2 separate regions of the Cyprinus carpio genome follow, and region 2 is linked to region 1. The links are chromatin contacts, called in public Hi-C maps. All regions are on one chromosome and are shown on one strand. Each heading gives the region's core, a stretch centred on a gene start, on an enhancer-like site or on the middle of the called end of the contact. The rest is flanking DNA. Distances are from core to core; before and after follow the strand shown. Region 1 holds the start of LOC109055785 (polyadenylate-binding protein 1A). Region 2 overlaps LOC109055787 (E3 ubiquitin-protein ligase RNF19A-like).

What was found. Hi-C and Micro-C count contacts between places; a contact is called where the count stands out from the background.
Region 2: a contact with region 1 is called in a Hi-C map of liver, with 2.3 times the contacts expected there. The contact joins the enhancer-like site here to the promoter of LOC109055785 in region 1. A contact is called at or near these places in 2 of 8 Hi-C or Micro-C datasets (both in liver).

Annotation. Positions count from the first base shown.
Region 1 is chrB19:5,002,861-5,009,642 of ASM1834038v1, forward strand. LOC109055785 (polyadenylate-binding protein 1A) reads left to right here and starts at 3,733. Exons shown (of 15, transcript XM_019072969.2): 1 at 3,733-4,472. The coding sequence starts at 4,280. It overlaps LOC109055786 (14-3-3 protein beta/alpha-A-like), which reads left to right. Exons shown (of 6, transcript XM_042746022.1): 6 at 1-384.
Region 2 is chrB19:5,051,075-5,057,856 of ASM1834038v1, forward strand. It overlaps LOC109055787 (E3 ubiquitin-protein ligase RNF19A-like), which reads left to right. Exons shown (of 10, transcript XM_042745060.1): 8 at 607-820; 9 at 3,355-3,498; 10 at 3,979-6,782. The coding sequence ends at 4,696. Among protein-coding and RNA genes, the nearest start is that of LOC109055784, 17 kb to the right of the region's middle. Within about 2 kb of position 4,162, at least 1 of the 8 cell types and tissues checked has an H3K27ac peak or open chromatin away from gene starts, as enhancers often do. A contact at or near this core is called in liver, where this site is marked.

The sequences.
Region 1 (6,782 bases), core at 2,483-4,982:
GACCACAGACCTAAGATCAAAAAGACTTGACACATGGCTTATACTGTAACTTTGATATAAAAGTCTTGTTACCGGAGCAGTAAGTAATGCATTTCATGTGCTTATCTGATTAATACTGTTTTCTATTAGGAGTTTTGGTTTTGTTTTATTTGTACTACTACTTACTCGATCTGTTTTTAGTTGGTTTTGTTTAATCTTTTGATACTTGCCTAAACTGCATGTGGCTGTAGTTAATCAGGGTGACTGGAGTTGGCTGATTGGGTTGCCTAGAAACTGTCTTAGAACTTTCATACGGAACACTCAGCATTATTGTTATTTGTTATGGAGGGTGGGCGGAGGGATCTGGATCTCATGTTAGTGGAATTAAAACGGATAAAACACAAACCACATGATCTCTTGGTCTTTTTGCCTTGCGTTCGGTCTCTGGTGTTTTTCAAACCTGGCCGTTGAGACCCTCTCAACACTGTGTCCTCTATTCCTTTTCCATTCTACTTGTGTTCTTTTTATTTATTATATAAAAAATTTTAAAAAAAACCTTGTGTACTGTGTCATAACACTTTGATATCATTCCTCTTTTGTTGGTTTTGATTGCTTCCTCAAGTCAATTTGAATTAAAGTGTCTGCTAAATGTAAAAAAGAAAAAATGAAGTTTAGAGCAACACGAGGGTCGGTTAAGATTCTCAATCTGAACCGTGTGATTTAATGCTGCTTGGGCTTCGAGCGGGTTGGTGGTCAAGTGGTTGTCTTCTCAGACCTGTTTTACAGGCAGAGCAGGAACCGGGTCGTATCACTCATCTGAGTCCTGCACCAGATTCACTGGAGCGAGGAGAGAAGGACAGGTGACTGAGGCAGATGCTGAGAAGCTCAGAAAACTATAAAAGTACATCAGTAACAGTAAAATAACAGACCTGGACCGTTTTAAAATTGTGAAGTGTGAGTCCCTGACAATTTATGTAAAATAATAAATTCTTCAAATGTGATTAAAATTGCCTTTTTAAAACTGAAATAACTTTTAAAAAACCAGGTTCAGTAAGTGTATTGTAATTTAATGGTTAAAATGTGAAGGATAATATATATAATAATGAAACCTGAGAACTTCAGGGATTTTTAAAATTGTGATTTTAATTCTTAAGGATTTATAAGGATTAAGAAAATCGGTAACACTTTACAATATGGTTCCATTAATGTATTAACTTATATAAACAAACGATGAAGAATACATTGATTACAGTATTTATTCATCTTTGTTAACATTAATGAAAATCCAGTCGTTCATGTTAGCTCACAGTGCATTAACTAATGTTAACAAGCACAACTTCTATTAGTCAATGCATTAGTAAATGTAAAATAAATATATATATATATATATATTTGTGTGTGTGTATATATATATATATATATATATATATATATATATATATATATATACATACCCCTGGAAATATGTTTGAATTTTAATATTGTGATTTGCAGGCCTATTTAAACAGGAATCATGTTTTGTCCACCCGATCCTGTATTTTAAAGTGAAGTGGAGCAGCTCTGGAAGGCTCTCAGCTGGGGTGTGTCAGTGAAGGCCTCGGGCTAAGGCTGTGGGATGGGCCCTGTTGCCATGGAGACGGGCAGACGGCTCTGAACAACAGTACTTATGTGGAGAGAGGATGAGTAATCAGCGGGAAGGGACGGGAGAGAGAGACTCCTCTGAGTTGAACGACAAAGACAATACATGTGCATTATAACACACAGCCAAAAGCAAATCAGACTACTTTCAGAGTACTTTTGACCTATATTTAATATTTAGGAAAATCATGAATTTGACAGTATTGAGTTGAGACTATGAGAATAAGAACTTGAACTGAATTGAGATGATAACAGCATTATTGTCTTCTACGTTATAGCCCTACTGAATCAAACTGATGAATTTTGCACACTGACACTGTTATTGAGCTCAACTGAATCAATATTGAGCTTCAGTAGAGCTGCTTATAGCTGAATTGAACTGGTTTTATAATAAATGAACTTTACAGAGTTCTTGAGCCGAACTGAATAATGACACTATTGTGTCTAGCTGCTTTATAGCCTCATGTGTGAAATCATTCTGATCCTTTCCTGTTTAACACTGAAGCTGCTTTGAAACTATCTCTGTTGTATTATAATACATAATATAATATTGCTTTGTCATTTTTAGTTTTTATTTCTATTTATCTTAGAAATCATACCTCTCTTTACCTCAGTTTTTAAATCTAATCTTTTTATTTTATTTCAATTACCAAAAATAAAAATATGTTTAATAATTTTCGTTAACAATTACAGCACTGCAATAAACAGCAGAATGTGACAACACACCCCGGCATAATATCATATTTTGAGGTTGCTTTATATATATATATATATTCCATTTTCACTGTAATTTTATGTGCTTTTTGACATTTTCACTAGTTTTAGAATTTTATTTCAATTTTTTTTTTTTCAATTATACTAGTTTTAGATAGCAATAGAAATGAGAATCCAGATAGTTTATGACCACATGCCCCACTATCAGTGTGCTTTTTTCTGGAAAATAGTCACAGAAATATGGCCCTGCTATTTAATTGGCTTGACTTCGACAGCTTCCAGTTCTTCCAGGTCTGTGACTCCCCCTGCTGGTGATCTTCAGTACAGACATCTGTGCTGTTTATCAACTATGAGTTTTAATCATGTGTTGTGAAACTGAACAGTGAGGACTGTTACAGAGAATAAACACAACACTGATCACAGACTGTATTGGTTCCCCTCAGCATCCTGTGTGATCAAAGCAATTAGGTTATTTATCACTAATATAGGCTACAAAGACCCAAGTGCAGTTATTGATAAATTACATTTGGAAATCGACAGTTCTTTGACTTGTTATTATTCAACATTTATTAATTTAAGATATTTTTGTGATATAAAGGTCACATTAAAACTGTCTGTATTGGAAAAATGTTGACTTTTCAAATAGCTGTTATAGATTTGATCTTGTTTTTTGTTTCTTGTACCTTTGTGCCAGACCCAAGGAAAATCCATAATAAAAAATATTAATTATTGAGTGAAATAGAAAACAGTGTCAGTAAAGAACATGATTGATATGACATTGATTGACATGATTAATAAAACAACTATTGTTGCTGTGTAATTTCCAAATGATAGCTATAAAATTAAATGCTGTAAAATGAGGATGCTGTCAAAAATAATGTCAGAAAATATATATTTTTTTTTTTTCAACTTCTGACGCTGCCACAGTTCTTCTGGATTGAGTCTGTCTCAGTTTGCTCTGTTTCTTCATCAGATCTCTGTGTGCAGCAAACAAAAATCTCACTGGATTATTACAATTAATGGCTAAATGAATGTTTGGAAACATAAACTGATATTTCCTACTGACACAGACAGCAAAAGATAGAAATAACTGACTTAAAACCATTTGTAGCTGGTGAAAATACTAGTGCTCTATTAATTTTGGACACCACTGTATACATATTAAATATTTAAGTGAATAACCTAATCTAAATTAAATGAATAAACGTTAAAAAATATATATATAAGCTGAGTAATTTATTTTCACTTTTATACATGCGTTACAAAAATCAACTATTCATCATTCTAAAAGCTTATTGGCCAGATCTGCGGGCTCTAACACGTCTCATCCAATCACCATCCAAACTGATTGCGTCACATTGCGTCGGTGGATGACGTCGTGGCAGGTATATATGGGATGGCTCGCCCCGCCCCTTCTCTCCCGATCCCCGGCTGTTAGTGCTGTGAGAGTGCGCGTGTGCTCCGGAGCTCGCCTCGGCACACATTATATAAAAAATAAAAAAAAATACAAAAAAAAATTAAAAACTTTTAAAAACTCCAAAAAATCATTTTCTTTCTTTTTTTTTTCTTTCATTTTAATTAAAAATCGGTGAAGTGGGAGCTGGAGGCCTTGAAACATCTCAACAACCCCGAAAGATAACGACAGTGTGCGAGCTCGCGAAGGCCTGCCGTTAACCGTTAACCGTTAGCGGTTTGCTCGATTCGTCGGTTTGGATTTTTCGCATTTGAACTTTTAAGTTGCCCTAAATATTCGTCATTTTTAAACGAAACGCTTTAATCGTCCAGGCGAAGTCATCTTTTAGTCGACGGTTTTCAGTTTTAAAACTAGCCTGTTGAGGTTAATTTGACAGTTACCGTTATTAGCTACATTCTGACGTAGTTGAGCTCACGCGCTAGCGCCTCCAAACGCGTTCGATTCCGCGAGTTCACAGCTGCGAGGGAAGAGAAAATGAACCCCAGCGCTCCCAGTTACCCCATGGCCTCCCTGTATGTTGGAGACCTGCACCAGGACGTGACTGAAGCCATGCTCTACGAGAAGTTCAGCCCGGCCGGTGCCATCCTGTCCATCCGGGTGTGCAGGGACATGATCACGCGCCGGTCGCTGGGCTATGCCTATGTCAACTTTCAGCAGCCTGCAGACGGTAAATGATGGCATTGACGCTAAAGACATATTGTAAATGTAGCGCGTCAGTTGCGTGCTTATGCATCTCCTCCACATGCAGCGCAAGCGTCTGGTTATGAATTATAAAGCGTTGAGGATGAGAGCTGCATGGCGTGCCTGTCATATTTAGGGCGTGGGTGGGCGGAGAGTGTGCAGCACAGATAACCCTATCCGGAAAATGCCTTGATCGCATTGATTATTGCGGTTTATTATCCCTGCTTTATTGTGAAGCTATATCATGCTGTGGGTTTAAACATGGTCTTGGGGGTGTCACGTGTGCAGCTCCTCGAATTTAGGTCAATGTTCAGTTTGCATTCAGAGATTTCTATCTTTTTTTTTTTTGGATTCAGGTTGCATATATCATATGTGGATTTTGGTGGTTGCACAAAATGGTTCAGACATTAAACCATTAAAAAATGCACTAAAAAATTAGTGTAGGGACTAAGCAGTGTCTGTGTAATGTATGTATCACGGAGTAGTTATGATCTGGTTATTCAGATGGACACTTTTATGATGAGAGAAAAATATTCGCTTCACTTTCAGTCAGTGTCAGGATCATCTTTTGCAAATTTAAGGCAAAACACTACTGGTGACAATATTAATTAATAGATCTGAGCAGATGCTTCCCTAGTTGATTAATAACCGTACATAAAGACAGATGTTTTGAATTAAGTTTTCTGAAATGTTTTTAAATATTTCGACTGTCTAATTAAATATGAACTTGTTTGTATCTGTATCAGAACAGAAGTGTGATTATTGGATGAAGACAGGTCTGAAATTCATTGTTAAATCTTATCGACAATAGAGTTGAATGTTTTACAGAGGGTTTTTTGGAACTTTTTATGCCATATTTTTATGAAATTAAATAATATATGAATAGAAATGTCCATATAAATCTCAAATAGAAAACACTAATGATGAGAACTTTGATGAGATGAGAACGATGAGACAATTTTAAAGAAACAGATTTTTGAAAAGGTTTCTCCTGGAATAATTTTAGAGTTTTATTATACAGTGTCATACATTCTACAACCCCAGTTCCAGAAAAGTTGGGACGTTTTGTAAAATGCAATAAAATCCAGAATCTGTGATCTGTTAATTCTCTTTAACTTGTATAATTTTTAACTTTTAGAAACCGTCATGCTGCGATGTTAAATATAGCCGCATGGGCTCAGGAGTACTTCGGAAAACCCCTGTCACTTTACAGTCCGCCACTGCGTCAAGAAATGCAACTTGAATCTCTGTTACTGGAGGAGAAAGCTATACATCAGCTTCTGGGCCAGAGCTCATCTCAGATAGACAAAAAGACAGTGCAAATGTGTGCTTTGCTCAGATGAGTCCACATTTCAGTGTGTTTCTGAGAAAAATGATGTTGAGTTCTCAGTGCCAAAGATCAAAGGGACCATCCGGACTTTCATCAGCGACTGATGCAAAAGAAAACATCTGTCATGGTATATGATTGCATCAGTGCAAACGGCATGGGTGACTGACAAATGTGTGAAGATACTATTGACATGGAGGCAAATACAGAGATATACACTTCCACCAAGTTGAAGTCTTTTATGGGCAGTCCATGGTTATTAGATCAAGACGATGCCAGCTCTCATTCTGCATGTGCTGCAACAGCGTGGTTTCGTAGAGACAGTGAATGTGTTAGACTGGCCTGCCTGCTGTCCAGATCTGACTCTTATTGAAAATGTTTGACCAGTCATGCAAAGGAGAATCAGACAACGCCGATCACAGACTGCAGAGCTTCTGAAGTCTTGTATCAAGCGAGATTGGACAAAAATTTTGTTCGCAAAACTGAAACAATTAGTATCCTCAATTCCCAAACAATGAAACATTGTAATTAAAAGGTAAGTTGAGGTGAAACATGCCTCTGTCCCAACTCTTTTGGAGTGTGTTGCAGCCATCCAAATCAAAATTTGTCTGTTTACAAAATAAAATTAAGTTGGTCAGTGAAAAAAAATATTTTTTTCTTTGTCAATTAAATAAAAGTTAAAGAGGAACACCAGATAAAATATTCTTGATATTTATGGCATTTCACAAAACGTCCCAACTTTTCTGGAATTGTATGTATTTGTTATTGTTCCTATTGTTATAATTGTTAATTTAATTATATTTGTATGTTGATTGTTTTTAAGATAAAGTTGTTAAATTATTCTAAACAATTTGTTGAAATATTGTAATCATAATACTGTTGACTTGAATATAGCCGCTGATATGGCATTAAATCCTAAATAAATAGACACAAATAGGTAGTGTAATAAAACAAACATTTAAATATGTA
Region 2 (6,782 bases), core at 2,912-5,411, 49 kb after region 1:
ATTGAAGGTGAGGCATATCTAGAGACAGAGTTTATCCTTTTCCAGACACAACTCCTGAAACTCAAGGATCAAGTAGCTTTGTTTCTCAAACACCAAATAATTCCCGTGAAGCTCATGTAACTCTGGGAACAAGTAGCTTTTGTTCTGATGTACAGAGTAAGCCTGAGGCAAAAGGTTTCGAAACATGGTCATGCTATGTGTAAGAGAAATCAGGTTTGTCAAATTCAGTGTTATTTTTCCCAGATTAACATGTCTGTCTAAATGGTTTAAATTTGAATCATCAAAAAGGATGTGTAGCTTATCAGTTGAGTCCATTAAAACTTGAATTAAGAAATCAGTAATAATAGTGCTGTATGTAATGATTTTTTTGTCTTCTCTTTTACTTTCTTGAATCTGATCTTATGATGTTAATACAAGTTTATCATCAAAATTGCTAATAATCCAATTTGTAGAGCACTAATCAGGCATGTAGTGCAAATCTGAAAAACCAAACACTGGAAAAGTGCTACTGATTGTTTTTTTTGTTTGTTTTTGGTTTACCCCCCCCAGAATACTTCACACTTTTATGTACTGCTGTAATGACCCTTTTCTATTCTCTTCTATCAGACACCACTTCAGTAGCAGAGACCAGGCATAACCCCAGCATCGGCGAGGGCAGCGTGGGGGGTCTGACGGGCAGCCTGAGTGCCAGCGGGAGCCACATGGACCGTATTGGAGCAATGAGAGACAACCTGAGCGAGAACGCCAGCACTATGGCCCTCGCTGGGGCCAGCATCACTGGCAGCTTGTCAGGAAGTGCCATGGTCAACTGCTTTAACAGGTCAGTGACAGTGTCTGCATTTTGTGCACAGTTATTGACCAAAAATGGCCTTTAAGGGGCATGTATTTTTAGCATGATGCATGATATTATCAGAACGTTATTGGAATCGGCCAATAAAGACTCAAAATGTAAACATCGGACGGATTTGAAGAAATGATGCCGATATGCCTTTTTTTCTTTTTTATACAAGGCGCTGTAAACGATTTTTAGAATTTTTACAGCTCTTTTGCTTTAGACCATCTGTTACTGATAAATCCACAATTAAAATATTAAGTTTTCAACTTAATCTCTGAGCCAAAAAAAAAAAACAGCAGAGATTTATTTTATTACAGTTATTTTCAAGGCTTTTAATGTACTCTCATTTAAAAAAAAAGAACTTTAAAAATGTTTAATACTACTAACAAAAATTTTCAAAACTAACCAAAATTGAAAATAAATTATATTTTCTACACAGGAGAGACTTGGTGTTGTTAAAAATATAGTGCATCCCTATGTGTTTTGGAATCCAAGTGTGACTATGTGGACATACTATAAAATTCAAAATGCAAAACATCTAACAGAATCCCAAAAGAATGATAAACATTTTAATTTGAACAAATGGCATTGGCATTTGTGTTTTTTTTTTTTATGGGCCCCCAACAATGCACATGTTGAAGGTGTCCTCTCACACACCCTTTTCAGGCCGTGGACTCTCTACTAATGAGCTGATGATTTGAATCAGGTGTGTCTGAATAAAGAGACATGCAAAAAGTAAAAGCAACAGGGCTGAGAAATAGTGGTCAGGGCAACAGATTTTTTTTAACATAGCGGTGTTTTAATGTCTTTTCCATCGCACTGCAAGAAAACTAGCCAACCAATATGATTCGTGCTTCTGGTCTCATGCCCAGAACCTCTGCTATTATATAAAACCATGACCCGGTGGCACTCGTGAACACAGTATTTAGGAAGATGGAAGATCATTCACGTGGACCAGCCATCACATAAAGAGTAGACACATTTTATGCAGGGTGTGCACACAAGGAGATCTAACAGCTGGTATGTGAGATTTGTCACATTTTCCCACGGTTTCATAGACAAGGCTTAAGCCTAGTCCCAGTCTAAAATCTTAAAATATGTAAGTGCCATTGTTTTGTCTCAAGACCAGTAAAGCACACCAGTAATGTTTTTTTTCTAAGTCACGTTTATAAAAGCTGCTTATAAAACAGATAGTTCCAGGCCTTGGTTCTGATTGGCTGAGCCACGTTCAAAGCTGTTGTAAATTACTCTACAAACATACACCTTTGTTTACATGGCCACTTTGTTGCAACCACAACAGATTCTGAGAAACTACAATGTTTGGTTGAAGAATAATGTTTTTATTAATATCATTACACTTTATTTGTTTTTATTTTGTGAAACCTAACATCATATATGGAATAACCGTTTTATAAAAGCAATAAGCCCCGTGAAGCCATGGTTTACAGTTAATTTATAACAGCTAAGGGGCGTTGTTAGGCACGACGTGAAGCTGTAAATTCACTGTAAACCACCGCTTCTTGGGTTTTATTGCTTTATTGAACTATAGCTTAATCCTTGACCCCTGAATGTGAAACTGGGCCTAAATGTTTGTTAGATATTCAAAGACACACGTATTTGAGAAAACACATTTGAGAATTGGTCCCTAAACTAAAGTGTTATCAAATAAAGTAGTCTATCCTTTGCCTTTTAGTTATTAGGCAGCTTCCAACACTTATCGGCCAAACAGGAAATCTTACTGGCTGGTAATTAGGGAAAAAAAATTAAAATAATTTTCAGTCTTGTTGATTATATTGGTGAACCACTAGTTATTTGATAACCACCATAGTGAATACAGAAATCTCAACAGCTGTTTGAAAACATGTAAATACAAGTTCTCAGCAGGTCTCAGAAATGGAAAGATGCGCAACACTTTTGTGTAGCAGACTAACAGGGGAATTTCAGTTTTTCCAAAAATAACCTAAAGCCTACTGTTTTCACACAATGGTCTGAAAAGACATGAAAATTCATGTAGACATTTGGATCGGTTAACAGGCTGTACAGGGGTCATACGATCATAATGCACTGTTTACGTGGTTTAAGGTTAAAAAAACACATTATTTTCCACATAATGTACATAATTATTGCTCCTCTATGCCCCGCCTTCTGAAATGTGTTGATTTTTACAAAGCTCATTGGTCTGAAAACAATATTTGGAAATACAGCATCTCCACGACATGACAGCAACAGCAACAATACTACAGTGAGAATATAAGTTATGCCTTCCTCCTTTGCGTGAACATTTGGGCGGTGTTATGCAAATCTTCCCACACAGTGATGTAAACGTGGAGGCGTGTTTAAACGAGGCGTTTTAGGAGGGTGTGGACGAGTCTTAACTTAATATTTAAGAATGTCTCTTTGGGTTTGAGACTTTAGTCTTTGCAACTTTACAGATCTTATATACTGTATGCAAAGACTTTTGCAGAAAACTTGAAATCGCATCACATGACTTCTTTAAATGTGCTGTTTGTGTTTCTCAGGTTGGAGGTTCAAGCTGATGTTCAAAAGGAGCGTTGCAGTCTGAGCGGGGAGTCCGGCACCGTCAGTCTGGGGACAATCAGTGACAACGCTAGTACCAAAGCAATGGCTGGATCCATTCTCAACGCCTACCTGCCTCTGGACAGGTCTGTGTTCATGTGTGTCCCTGGACCACAAAACCAGTCACAAGGGTCAATTTTTTGAGAAATGATTTATAAAAGAGCTTTTATTGATGTATGGTTTGTTATGATAAGACAATATTTGGCTGAGATACAACTATTTGAATCTCTGGAATCTGAAGAAGCAAATAAATCTAAATATTGAGGAAAATTGCCTTTAAAGTTGTCCAAATGAAGTTCTTAGCTATGCATAGTACTAATCAAAAATTAAGTTTTGATATATTTATGGAAGGAAGTTCACAAAATATCTTCATGGAACATGATCTTTACTTAATATCCTAAAGATTTTTGGTTGAGATTTGAACCATACAGTGTATCATTGGCTATTGCTACAAATATACCAGTGCTGCTTATGACTGGTTTTGTGCTCCAGGGTCACATTTATCCAAAAGAATGTGAGGTGGCTCAGTGATGGAGCTGTCATTAACAGCAGATGTTGTTGTGCAGCAGGGAAGGGAACAGTATGGAGGTGCAGGTGGATGTGGAGTCCAAGCGAGGGAAGCTCCGGCACCACAGCGGCAGCAGCAGTATGGACGACGGCAGCAGCGGAGGACATGGGGCGGGCGTTTGCCCCTCTGGCTGTCCCCACGAGGGCAAGTGCGTTACCTCTCGCTGGGCCAAGGAGCCGTCCTCCACCTCTTCCTCCTCCTCCGGCAAGAAGAGCAAAGGCAAGCTGCGCAAAAAGAGCGGCGGAACCAAGATCAACGAGGCGCGAGAAGACATGGACGCCCAGCTGCTGGAGCGCCGCAGCACCAACTCCAGCGAGTTAGACTCGCCCTCTCTGAGCGGCAGCCTGCCGTCTGTGGCCGACTCACACTCCAGCCACTTCTCAGAGTTCAGCTGCTCCGACCTGGACGCCTGCAGACCGCCCTGCTACGAGTCTCACGTCCGTCATCCCAACACGGGCGGAGCGGTCAGCCCGCTTCCAGAGGTCGAGAACGACCGGCTGGAGAACTGTCCCGCTTCTGGGACCCTCCCGCAAGCTGGGGTCGCCCCTCTAACCCCTGACGGGGTGGCAGAGCGCCCGCTATGCTACATTGCAGAGGAGAATGTGAGTTTAATATGTGCGGCTGATGCGGGCCAGAGCTCGTCTAAAGAACGCAATAACAACCTTCCTCAGCCGACTAGCCCTGTGCGTAGCGCCTGCATTCAGACAGAGATATAAGCAGACACACGCTAGCTTTCACAGCTAACCTTTATTACCAAGGATTGCACACTGAATTGAAGATTTTAAAGCTCGTTTCATGGAGGTTTAACGTCCCGGTTGGTGTTTTTTTTTTTTTGAATGTTGGAGAAGGAAGGTCAGGATGCGCCTCAAGGTTTCAGAAAGCTCGCTGTGACCAAAGGTTACCGTTTGACCGACAGTCGGTCAGCGCTTAGGGTTGGACCGAAGCTCGGATAAGATTCAGAAAGGCAACAGATGAATGTAAGAGGGCAAGTGATGCACAGAGACTGATGATGTAGCCGTCAATCACTCATGGCTCTGTTTCAGTGTTCAGTGTCGCTGGGGTGAAGAACCTCACCAGTGTGGAGTGAGACGTGTCCAGCTCGTTTTCACCCCAAAATTAAAAGGAAAGAAGAGAAATATCATTCCTGCATACTGGAAATGAAGCCTCTGTTTTGGACGAGTGTGATTTGTGACATTTTCATGTTAATTAAAGCTACAGTTCACCCAAAAATGAAGATTGTCATCATTCACCCTCATGCTGTTTCAAACCTGTATTTCTTTCTTCTGTGGAAAGAAGATTTTGATTTTGAAGATATATTTTGAAAATACAATTGAAGTCACAGGGAACCAAAACGGTTTGGTTACCAACATTCTTCAGAAGATCTCGAATAGGTTTGAAGCAACATGAGGATGAGTAAATGACGACTGAAGTTTCATTTTTGGATGGACTATTGCTTTAAGCACATTTTATCCCTCTTTCTCTTTACTGTAGTATAGTTTTTATAATTCCTGATTATTCTTACTAGGTTCTTAATACTATAAAACAGTATTTTGTTTCTGTATTACTGTGTAAAAAAAAGGCAGTACAAATGCTACCATTATTTAAATGGATATAATTTTTGCATTACAGTAATAAGACTTTAATTTTCATGAAAATGTCACAAACCTTATCGTTTCTACAAGTAGGCTTCATTTTCTTTGAATGTAATTTCTTACGCCATAATTTTGGGCTGAAATAAGACCATGATGTGTTTTTGACATACCATGTGACTGACCCGTGTATTCAGGAGCACCTTCACTACACATGTACACACATATACTCTCAGTTAGGCCGCGTATAGCTTTAGTTGGAGGAGTCTGCGACTGTTCAGAGGCAACGAGGAAGTCTGGAGGGGTCCGATGCCCTAATCCAGATGTTCATACAAGATGAGCTCACGAGGGACCAGGCAATAGTAGACTTCCCTTTCACAGCTGTGATTCTTGTACATGAATGTGTTTTTAGTTTCTTGGGCTTCTTTTCATTTCTCTGTGTGCGTTTTCCATTTTTGGGGAAAGTAGATGTGTAGAGGGGAAGAGCTGGATGTGTTGCGCTCCCTGCTGGTAGGACGGGGAACTTGACCAAACACTTTCATGAGAGGAAGCCTGTTTAAAAAAAAAAAGTCGTAGTCCTTGCAATGCCAAGTCCATAATTGGCTATTATGGATGCAATGGGTTTATATTTATGAATCAGAAAGATCTGCATCCTGTTTAAAACAAAACTATTTCATTGTAAAGGCTATGATGGTAATCACATTCAGGTTGATTCAACTGATTAAGTGATTTTAGTTTATTTTTTTTGTATCTGTATTGACTCATGGTGCCTTTTGGATCATAGATGAACTACATTCGTTTCCCGGTTTGTGTCTTATGAGTTCAAATGTATTGGACGAGGCTGCGTTGAATGTTAGCGAGGCGGCGTAGCATCGTTTCCTAGCGTCCCTGGGACTACACAACCGACCGCCTACCAAAGACCGCACTCAGGCTCACAGACGACGACTCCTGCACACTTCAACACACTCGCAGTTTACAGACGCCTCCTCGGACTCGTGTGTATGCACTGTTCATCAGCTTCATTTCTGTTGCTCTCTCGGGGCTGATCCAATGCCACAAGCTGCTTTGTTTTTGTTCCTTCCGATTCTTTAGTGTGTGTTTTTTTTTTTTTCTCTTACGTTTTGAGCCTGCCCATATCTGTACGAATATTATTTCAGAGGCAAGGGCCGATTGATTTCTAACTTGTTCAAAACAGCTTGTTATTTGTATATTT